2 separate regions of the Danio rerio genome follow, and region 1 is linked to region 2. Evidence: chromatin contacts called from public Hi-C data. All regions are on one chromosome and are shown on one strand. Each heading gives the region's core, a stretch centred on a gene start, on an enhancer-like site or on the middle of the called end of the contact. The rest is flanking DNA. Distances are from core to core; before and after follow the strand shown. Region 1 overlaps arb2a (ARB2 cotranscriptional regulator A). Region 2 holds the start of nr2f1a (nuclear receptor subfamily 2, group F, member 1a).

Region 1 (5,937 bases), core at 3,064-5,563, 140 kb before region 2:
TCCCCTAATTAACACAGGAGTTTAATTAGCCGGCGGGATTTCATCTTCTTTTTTGAGACATCTGCATTTGACAGAAAGAAAAAAACATAATTTGTATCATTTTTTTTTTGCAATCGCTTAGTACTATAAATATTTTAAGTGTATCGTCCCAAACTAGATGTTCATTTGAATTGATTTATGTATATTCATATTATGAATGTAATTTAAATCTAAATACATGCGTTTCCCAACCTACAGTAGGTAGATCAGTCCTACAAATTAAATAAATTGTTGAATTTGTTGTACTTTACAGCTGTGGTAATGATAAAGATGGATACTGTTGTATTTAGACGGATTGTTCTAGATATGTGCAATTAAACAGTGCAGTCATTACAAATACAATTATTTAGGGTTTTAATAAATGTTTTTTTTAAGTAAAAGTAAAATAGAAGAATTATTAGCCTCCCTTTGATTGATTTTATTTTTTTCCTTTTTCAAATATTTCCCAAATGATCCAACTGATCAAGGAAATGTTCACAGTATGTCTGATTTTATATATATATATATATATATATATATATATATATATATATATTTTTTTTTTTTTTTTTCTTCTTCTGGAGAAAGGCTTATTTGTTTTATTTCGGCTAGAATAAATACAGATTTTTCTTTTTTTTTTTTTTTTAACATTTTAAGGTCAATTTTATTAGCCCCATTTAAGCTATATGTAGCCCATAAATATATACATTCTTTTTTTGAAAGTCTACAGAACAAAACAACATTATACAATAACTTGCCTAATTAACCTAACTTGCCTAATTAACCTAGTTAAGCCTTTAAATGTCACTTTAAGCTGTATAGTAGTATCTTGAAAATATCTAGTCAAATATTATTTACTGTCATCATGGCAAAGTTAAAATAAATCAGATGTTAGAAATGAGTTATTAAAACTATTATGTTTAGAAAAAATATACAGGGGGGCTAATAATTCTGACTTGAACTGTATATATTTTAATATTGATAATTAGAAATGTGTCTTGATCACCCGGTAATCACTTTTAGACTGGTTTTGGACTTAGGAAAAACTATAGCTCTAAAAAATAAGTTCAAATGTAAGACATGTTAAATCTGAAAGTTTTATGACATTAATATTTTTAATAAAATAAATGCAGACTTTGTAAGCACCAAACTCTTTCTAAAAACATGTACATTTGTGATAATATATACTGTATGTACTAGATTAAAAAAAATAAATAAATAGAAACATTTTATGAAGCATTTTACAAAGATATTGTTTTGTAGCTGATTTATTTCTAGTTTAGTGGTTTAAAATTAATCTGTCAATTGATGTGGAAACCTATAAGTGACATTAGAATAAAAGTAAGACGTTCAAAAAGTGGATCTTTGAATCAGTGGCAGCTGACCAATTGAAAACGATGCTAAATCAACAACTGCCCACCAACAGTTGTAGCTAGCTGAATGAGCCGCACTACATGTGAAGATACAAACAAAGACTGAAGGCACAAAAGGAGAGTTTGCAGTGATGATACGCACTCCCACACTTGTTGGTACAGTGTGCAGACTCCGCTCTCTCTCCAGGGTTCAAGGCACTGCAGGATCAATGCAGAACGGGTCCAAAATGAGGGGCCCCATCAGCCTTTTATCATCCAAACTGAGATCTCTCCTCATGGGCCCTGTGCCAGGCACAGCTGCTCCAGGGCCCCTCTTTCTCTGATGAGCACAAAAATGGGAGCGCACACACTCGAACACTGCTGGTGCACTATCTGTGCATTTAATTCTTCATCAATACGCTGCCAGATATCTAAAATAAAGCATATTTGTTATACATCAAGGCTCATTCACACCGAAAATCTACATGAATTCAGTATATAGCATTCTGCTTATTCTGGTTTAAATGCTTGTGCCCTTGAAAGTAGGATCAGTTTTGACATTTGTATTATTCATCAGATTTAAAAAAAAAAAAAAAAAAAAAAGCAAAGACAAATTCCAGCAATGATTTTTATTTTTATTTTTTTGAGTTGTTATTGTATTTGTAGTATCTAGTAATTGAGTACGCCCCATTTTGAATATTAATATTTTTATCCATTTGTAAGTGAATATAGTTAATTTATTTTGGTGCGTTTGAACAAAACTAATTTATTAAATAGATGCATTTATTAAATAATATTTTAGTCACCAAACATTTTAAAGAATATAAAGATTACATATTTAAACATTATGTGAAAAAAGAAAAATGAAGTAGTGGGGTGGTGGGGGTGAGTATAACAAACTACAAAAAAAAAAAAAAAAAAAAAAAAAATTTTTTTTTTCCCTGATATTTTCCTAACAATCCAATTATTAAACCTCCTCAAATGATTAGCCGCACTGTTTTTTTTCCCCCCAATTTCTGTTAAACAGAGATTTTTTTTTTTTTTTCTAAACATAATTGTAGAGTAATCTGTAATAACTGATTTAGGTTATCTTTGCCATGATGACAGCTCATGATATTTGACTAGTTATTTTTCAAAAGACTTCTATACAGCTTAAAGGCTTAATTAGGTTAATTAGGCAAGTTGGGGTCATTAGGCAAATTATTGTATAACTATGGTTTGTTCTGTGGACTTTCGAAAACAAAATAGCTTAAAGGTGCTAATAAGTTTAAATAAGCTTATAAAATAAAAAATATATGTATAAAATATTAAAATAATAAATAAGTTTAAGCTTAATGTTTTAAAAAAATAAAAACTGATTTTATTCTAGCTAAAAAAACAAATAAGACTCTTTTCAGAAGAAAAAAGTATATATATATTATTAGACATACTGTAAAAATTTCCTTGCTCTGTTCAGCATCATTTGAAAAATATTTACATTTACATTTACATTTAGTCATTTAGCAGAAGCTTTTATCCAAAGCGACTTACAAATGAGGACAAGGAAGCAATTTACACAACTATAAGAGCAACAATGAATTAGTGCTATAGGCAAGTTTCAGGTCTGTAAAGTCTAAGAAGGAAAGTATTAGTAGTACTAGTATTTTTATTCATTTATTTTATTAATTTTTTTTTTTGAGTACATTTAGTGTGATATTCAGAGAGGCAATTGCAGATTAGGAAGTGAAGTGGAGACTGGAGCTTCCTTTAAAAAAGGAAAAAAAAATATTCAAAGGGGGTTTAATGTATAAATGTGTGTGTACTAATTTTAAACTATTATCTTATTTTGTTAGATAAGCTCCAGATTTGGCTTCTGTACTGGCTAATCAAATGTATATGCACAAATATAATATTGTATAACTTCCTATAGAAAATATACATTTAAATGAAAGATTTGTGGGGGGTGTACTCAAATATGTTGAGCTTTCTATTTAATCATTTACTTTTTTTACTTATCATACTTGGTATGAACTGTCTTTACTCCAAACTCCTAGTTAGAGTAATGTAATTGAGTTTATATACAATTAATGTTGAGGTCAAGAAGAAATTCCATCATCCTACCATGTCTAACATGTAAACCTTTGACAATTATTCTTTGGCAGTATTTTGGTACAGTAATAGGATCAGATAGTAACGTTATAGCACTGCCAAGAACATGGTAATATGTTGGTATGTATTGATAATTGAAGCATAAACAGTTCTGAAGGCCTTAAAGAGCTTCAAACCTCAGGAGTCGCCTGTGTGTGGCCTTTATTCGACAGTGACTGATGCCCAAGCGCCCCCCACGCCTGTGCCCCCTTCACTTGCTCTTTCACTCATCCTGCCCCCATGTTTCCCTCTTTTCCTCTTGTTTTCCATGAGTGCAAGCTCGACACAGCACCGCTGCCTTTCCTGGCACGCCGCTCCTTATCCTCTCGCTTTTGTTTCCAGTAGGTGTCAAACGCTCACTGCTTGTGCTGTGTCAGTAAATATTTACCCGGCTTCCTTTTCCTCGCCCGCCTTTGCTGACGTGTGTATGTGTATGTGTGTGTGTCTGTCCATAGTTGCCCCATCCCCACTCACATAGGTCCACTGATACCCCATTCTGGCCCAGCCTTTCCGGGACAACACTCTGGCCGATGTCATCCTTTACACGTGGCGTTCCACTCAGCAACTGGAAGTAGAAGAGGAAGTTATTGCCACTTTCTGTCCACTTACTAGTGTGCATAAATCAAAACCTGCCTGTCAAGCTCCACTGCGGTGCCTATAAATGCACATGTACCTAGAATATACTCCTGGCTGGACGTTTGCAGGGGTCAGATATATCCACACAGACGCACACGCTGCCTCCCCAGGGCCTCATAGTGTCCTGGTGCTTAGGGTTTCCTTCCTGCCCCAAAGACAAAGGACGGGCAGGCGCTGAGGCCCAGGCTTCAAAGCAGGGGAAGACACGAGTGTTGTCTTTTCCTGTGCAGGGTGTCGGAGCTCCAGGACTGCTGCCGCTGTTTTTTCAGCCTGAGAGGGGGGCCGGAGGAATGAGGGCTGGCCTGTGGCCTCTTGGACCTGGAGAATGAGGAAAGGCCACCTCCTTTGGAGCCCCTCTTGGCTCCGGAGGTTAGATGGTCTTAGTGGGGTCAGCACAATGCTATCAAAGGATGCTGAGATTAGTGTGACACCATTGAACTTTCAAACCAAACAGCATTTATTTGAAGGAAAGTCAACAAATTTGTATTATTTTCAGTCAGCAGGTTGTACAAAAATTTGTTTGTCACATACATATTGCATAAATTAGACTTTAAACTGTGCACTTATATTAGACTGTCGGTTCAAGACTTGCCGGCGGCGAGTCAAAGTCAGGTGATTGAAAAGCTACTGTGAGGCTACTTTTTTTGCAGTGTGCTTCATCGGCTCTAGTCTGGCTAACAATCCAGTTTACCCAAATCAGCAAGTTGCATCGACCAGGGCTGTTGATGTTACTGTAGTTACTCTGATTGGGTGTTCAGTTTAGCGAACAAGCAGAAGTGATTTAAGTGAGCAAAGACGCTTAAATGGTCCCAACCGAAGACTGCTTAAGCATTTATTGTGCACATAATTCCATAACCATTTAGATGTCTGGAGTGAACGAGTGATCATTGGTCATTTTCAAGATGATTAGCAAGTGCTACTTTCTTTATAGCTTTTATATTTACACTGATTATACCTGTTTTGAATGAGTAATATAGATTATTGAGACTCGTTGATGTGGTAATTACTTTAGAAAAATGCACAGACCAAATGCTATATATATATGTATATATATATATATATATATATATATATATATATATATATATATACACAGTTAAAGTCAGAATTATTAGCCCCCCCTTTGATTTATTTATTTATTTTTTTCTTTTTCAAGTATTTCCCAAATAATGTTTAACAGAGCAAGGACATTTTCACAGTATTTCTGATAATATTTTTTCTTCTGGAGAAAGTGTTATTTGATTTATTTCAGCTAGAATAAAAGCAGTTTTTAGTTTTTAAAAAAAAAGCATTTTAGGGTCAAAATTATTAGCCCCTTTAAGCTACTTTTATTTTTAACAGACTACAGAACAAATCATCGTTATGCAGTGACTTGCTTAATTACCCTAACCTGCCTAGTTAAACTAATTAACCTAGTTAAGCATTTAAATGTCACTTTAAGCATTGAACATTTTAAGCTCACTTCGGATTTTTTCTGTAGACCAATGTAAATGTCAACATTATTATCGTATTGAAGTCTGAAAAATGAAATGAGCTATTGCTCAATGTTGGAGGCGTCTGTAGGTTATTTATTTTTTTCCATGGTGCAACATTTAAGCAAACCATAACTTTATATGATTTACACTATAGGAGGTTTTAACGTTCTCTCGTTTTCTGAGATTATTAGATCCTGTCATCGCCACCAAATTTCTTAAGGCTTTTGATATTCATACGTTCTTAAGAGTTTCTTCCTGCAAGTGTCCAAATATGTTTTAGGGCCAGTTTAGATGCTTGCCAAGACATACTGCTGTTATGCGGATGTGCA
Region 2 (5,600 bases), core at 1,721-4,220:
CACACACTCACCTGACGTGAAGAGCACTATTGCCTTAATGCAGCTGTATTCAGCAGAATCGACGTGCAGTGCTTTGAGCTTCTCGACCTGCTCCTGGAAGATACGAATGTGATCCATGAAGGCCACGACGCGATCCGCCGACATGGGCGAGGCGTGCAGGCCGGCAGCGGCGAGCAGTGGGGCCACATGTAGGGGCATGGAACACTGAGCCGCGTTTAGCACAAATAACTCGCTCCATGTCAGTCTGAGCAATGACACCTGGTCGGTGATCTGCAGATCGGGAAAGAAAGGGATGTTCCTTGCCCATTCCACTGCACTGAAGAGCAGACGAGCTGCAAGCTCACAGATGTTCTCGATCCCCATAATATTATTGGGCTGCATGCACTGGCTGCCATAGCGAGACGTAGGATAAGGCTCGGCCCGAAGTAGTAACGAGATGTATCCGGAGAGATAGCAATGACCGTTCAGAGGATCCCCATTCGTTAGCGCATACTGGCCCGGGTTCGGTTGGGTTGGAGGCATTCTTCCTCGCTGAACCGCTGACAAAAAGAAAGAAAGGGAGAGGAAATGTACATCCAGAACTGAGAAACATCATTGATGTGGAAGCTTTACTTCGAGTGCATGAGCAGTCTAGACTGCTGTTTATCATATACGAAATTGCAACAAAATTGCACAATATTTAATATTTATTTGTGAGGCATTGCGTTTCGAAGAAAAATCTTTTCACATGGTCCTTGTATCCCTACTAACCTCATTTATTATTGGATGGTAAATGTTTACCTTTGTATATGGACAGAATATGGAGACATACAAACGCTAGCTATCTCTCTCTCACTCGCTGTGTTTGTGTCTATTTATGTCTCCACAAACACGCGCACGCACATGAAAATTCGTTTGAAATGTTATTTTGTAGTTTTATAGGCATGTAGCAAACATTACAGTGGACAAAACGGGTTTAAATCTCGACTTCAGTAGAATTAGTTCACTGCCACTGACATCTGTCTGATTATAAATGCTATACTGTAATAATATTATATGTAATACTTGTAATATACGTATGTGTAGGTTTACGTGTAGTAACACGTTTCCAGGCAATTTAATAATGAGTACTAACTCTGGAACAGTGAAAATGTCCACAAACGAGTACGAAGAGTTTGTTTTCATTATTAAATTCAAGTAAAAAATAAATGAATAAAAATAAACAGGACAAAGGGCACGTGTTAAGTTTTTAAAAGAATCTAAATATTATCAATAGCAGTTTCGCACTACTCGTTATTAAGACTAGAGTGTAAGTTGTAAAGGCCATTGTTCACATACAGCTTAGGCTGAGAGGGGACAGACAGGCCTCTCTGAACGTTTACTCTAGGCTACGGCGTGAAAACAGACTTGTACATCTTACTTCGAGAGATAAACATAGGCTATAGCTTCTTATTTCAATAGGGTACACTATATGTGCATGTGAACGTAGTTAGCTTTTTCGTCTTTCAGCACACACGTAAAAGCACGTAGGCTTAGCTACACACTTAATCTTTATCTTTCTTTTTGACACACACAGTGTTTACTGGGTGACTTTATAATATATATTGTTATTTGCGAGTTGAAATTGGTGCATACGATATTTGCCAATCTATGTAAAAAAAACTATAATAGATCCATGCTGATCTTGCATATATACGCGTGTATTTACAAACGCGCCCTCTGACACTCTTTAGCAATAATTCAATACGATAGTATTTTGCGTTTGCATATTAATATTGCGAGGTCTGCATAACCTTGCTTTAAACAATAAACCTGTTTGTGTAGCAAGTGTGATGTATTCAGAAAAATATATTCACCTTCCCGCCGCATGCCCACTTTTAAACACTTCTTCAGCCGACAATATTGGCACTGATTACGATGGTGTTGGTCAATAGGACAGTTCCTGTTGGCACGACATGTATATGTTAAGTTCCTTCGGACACTCCTCTTGAAGAAACTTTTGCATCCTTCGCAGGTGAATTGACCATAGTGCTTGCCGCTTGATTTGTCCCCGCAAACAACACATTCTATATGCTGTTGACTCTGTCCAGAATTCTGGCTGCCCTTGTCGCCAGCCGTCCCTGGTGTGGACGGAGGTCCTGGCTGACTGGGGGTCTGCGGAGTGTGTGGTGCCGCTGACGCCGCCTGCTGTTGCTCCCTCGCCGGCTGAGCTGCTGGATTGGGGCCGCTCGGAGGTCCTCCAGCCACGTCTTCCTGCGGATCTCGCCAGACGCTAACTACCATTGCCATATCTCGGGCCCGAAAAGTGCTTTCAAGCGAACTGGTCGCTCGGATATCGGAGCAGGGAAAAGGGAAGTCTTGGACGAACGGCAGCGCGAATTCAAATCGGAGCACTCAATCTCATAGGGAAAAAAGTAGAAGCAGAAAATGGTCAATACATTCAAAATACCGGAGTCGATAGAAAGGCACCCGATCAGGATATGCAGTTGTCGGGAGGCCAGTTCCAAGGTAAATTGCAGTCAGCCATTCGGGAACCCAATCGTGAATGAAGAAAGCGATCCCAGACGTAATATAAAAAAAAACAGTTTTCTTAAAAAATACCGCAGTAAAAAACAAAATCTTCACGTTGAAGCAAAAATAATAGCTTTCTGGTGGACCGCAGATCCAAAGTGCTGTGCAAAATAAATTCCCCTCTTTTTTCTTCCTTGCTCCTCTCTCCGTCTTCGCGGTTGGAGAGGAGGAAACACTGAAGAACGGATTTCTCTATCTATGTTCATGAATAAAGCTCATCTGGTCCAGCGAAAAAAAGCAACGTCGCCCGACTGGCTATGTAGTTTCACCTCTCCAGTAGGAAAAGAAAAGAAAAAAAGCAACTAATGGAATATGTAAGAAGCAGAGACCCAAAAAGAATGCGTTTTAACGGGAGTACCAGCGGAGCAATGTTTCCGAAACGGAGATCTGCGCGAATGTCTGTATATAGTGAACTTTGACACTACTATTGAAACTGACACGTTTCTATGGAGATCGCTGCGCCTTATATGGTGCTCGTGTCAAGGAGCCAAGAGAGGGGCTGCTGGCAACTGATAATCAAAGGCGACTGACTGGTCAGAACCCTGCATCGAGGGGGGAGAGAGAAAATGGGAGGCTAAGGTTAGCCAAGCCTCCTTCACTCCATTGGTTAGAGTCCTCGCTCCTCGCTACCTACGACTGAGGGCTCTGACAAGCACAATTTACATTGCTCTCGCCCCTGCGCTGCTATTTACTTTGAAACCCGATTAGAATGGACCGTCTATTGTCACAAAAAAAGAGGAAGAAACCCCAGAAAGAAGCGGCGAAAAGCGGGATGAAAGCAATGAGCGAACTACGCGCACGTGAAAAATAAACAAATGCGTGTGAGGCAAAAGGACTGGTGCGAACCTCACAAAGTTGAAAGTGTTTTGTTCAAAGCCCTAGTCTTAATTACACAAAAACACCGTAACGGCGTCCAGATTTGAACTATGAAGGTCCCATTAATGTTTAACGCAATTTGACAGACCGATATAGCCCACCGACTCGAAATTGCGTATCGATGTATAAAATTCGCTTTTACGTGTCAATATTACACTTAATCCTCAGCACAACGATTAAATTAAAAAGCACCGGGAAGCGCGATGACTACCACTAGTTTGACTAGAGGGATATATCAGTATAGGCTATAACGGAATGTTTTCTCAGTGATAGGAAACATATCAAGCAGTAAACCAGGGCACAAAAGAGGAATCAAAGTATAATGATATTGAAAAATAGAAAAATACATCGATGGATCCATCCATGTTTTAACATATTTATTAACGAGGGAAGTTTTGGTATAATGCGCAGGGAAACCGGCTTTTTGAGCATGAATGCTGAAGGCTGCGCTGTACAGACTTATAATGTCTGGATCGGGCTGCCATCTAGCGTACAGTAGACAATTACAGCGACATGAAAAATTAGTAATTTATTGTCATTTAAAGCATGTTTCCAAATGTAACTCGTAGACAAATTGCGCGGTGGGATGAATGTTTCTGATTTTTTTTAGTGAAGTAGGCTATTAAAAACATCAGATTTAAAAGTATTTTGATTATGTTTTGCAGGAACTTGTTTAGCATCAAGTTTATTTTTATTTTTTATCAATGTCTCCACTTGAGATGCTTATTTTATTTTTGTTTTCGGAGAAAAGCTTTTTGGCCTCTTATTAGCGGACAAAACAGCAATGTTTAAAATTCAAGTATTTAATAAATATTTTAGTAGCCTTTATCACCTATCACCTATTTTTACCATAAGTTTTTTTTTTTTTTTTTTTGTACAAACAATGCATCAAAGTCCAAAACTGTGTAAGTGAAGTTAAGAGGAAACAAAACCCCGATACCCGACCGTTCAAGAAACCCTCTAGTTACAAAAAGGTAGCTTATTTTCAACTCGACCGCGGAGCTTCTCCGTCCCTCCACAAACAGATCCATAGAAACACACGCTGTTGTCCTCTGTTCATTGCAAAGGTGAAACGAATAAGATTAAAACGAACAAAGAGAAACTTCTGTAAGTGTACCATCAAGGTTTTACTCCACAGATAGGGAAGAGAGCGAGAGGGGAGAGAGGGAGAGGGACAGCGAATGGGAACACAAGGCACGCATGAAAACAGCACTGAAGAAACGGTAAAGTGGACACTTGGACATTCAAAGTGCGAGCGCCCAGCGACTGGTTGGTATTAGCTACTTAGGATCGGTGATTTCTCAGTTTGGTCCGTGTTCGAAAGGTAGGTACTTTTAACACTTTATTTAATCCCAAATTTAGTTGCAATTCATATAGATATAGACAGCAATGTGTGTAAACTTGTATCAAACTTAAATATAAAAACCTATCAAACAGATAACGTTAGACTGTCAGGTATAAGCAATATGAATATAGTCCACGGGCGATCGGTAGACCGAATTCCGTCGATCACTTGCACTAGTCTACTCAATCTGAAATAAAGAGAAAAAAACAAGAGGAACACTAAGAATGTAGTGATTCTGAACATGACTGAACGTTCGACTTTAAGAAGTGGCTTTTCACCTGTGCTATTCGTCTTGCATGATCTCGTAATGGGAAGATCGATAGCAGTCTGTTTGTCTAAGTGATAATGTCAACGGATTAAAAGGACGATTATACGATAGACCTGTTCTGAATAAAGTAGGACTGACTCGTGTACTACACTTAACAATTCTGAAAAGTTGGAAAAACTGATAAAATAAGTATAAACCGATAAACAATAAAGTAAGTATGAAGCAATTAAATCAGATCTAAAAAATGCTTTACAACTATGTCTACCCCAATGACTGCTCATGTCTTTCTTTAAATTACATATAAACATACTTAAAGCTTTGCAAAATAAGAATATAGAAAACACATTCACTATATATGATTAACTATTATTTATTTTGTATGCATTTATTTTTTTCTCTCATATTTATTTTAGAGTTAGGCCAGAAGTTAATGCAAATTAATCATCAAAAGCATTTGTCATGAGCTGTAATGAACGTTTATTGACAGACATGAACTAAAATAACATGTAAACTAATGTTTGAAAAGTTTGTTGCAGTGGATTCACGTGACTATATAAAGGT

Evidence for each region. A called contact is a pair of places that touch in the nucleus more often than the background predicts.
Region 1: a Hi-C map of embryo shows a contact between it and region 2, with 2.2 times the contacts expected there. The contact joins the enhancer-like site here to the promoter of nr2f1a in region 2. A contact is called at or near these places in 7 of 18 Hi-C or Micro-C datasets (caudal fin, embryo, fibroblasts and 2 more) and 3 of 4 datasets of contacts at active chromatin or transcription factors (caudal fin, embryo and pancreas).

Annotation. Positions count from the first base shown.
Region 1 is chr5:53,950,832-53,956,768 of GRCz12tu, reverse strand. The region is part of intron 8 of arb2a (ARB2 cotranscriptional regulator A); the gene reads left to right. Among named protein-coding and RNA genes, the nearest start is that of nr2f1a, 140 kb to the right of the region's middle. Within about 2 kb of position 4,313, at least 18 of the 62 cell types and tissues checked have an H3K27ac peak or open chromatin away from gene starts, as enhancers often do.
Region 2 is chr5:53,813,431-53,819,030 of GRCz12tu, reverse strand. It overlaps nr2f1a (nuclear receptor subfamily 2, group F, member 1a), which reads right to left and starts at 2,970. Exons shown (of 3, transcript NM_131180.1): 1 at 1,836-2,970; 2 at 12-539. The coding sequence starts at 2,268. It overlaps linc.0464 (lincRNA gene 0464), which reads left to right and starts at 4,657. Exons shown (of 3, transcript XR_223641.6): 1 at 4,657-4,750.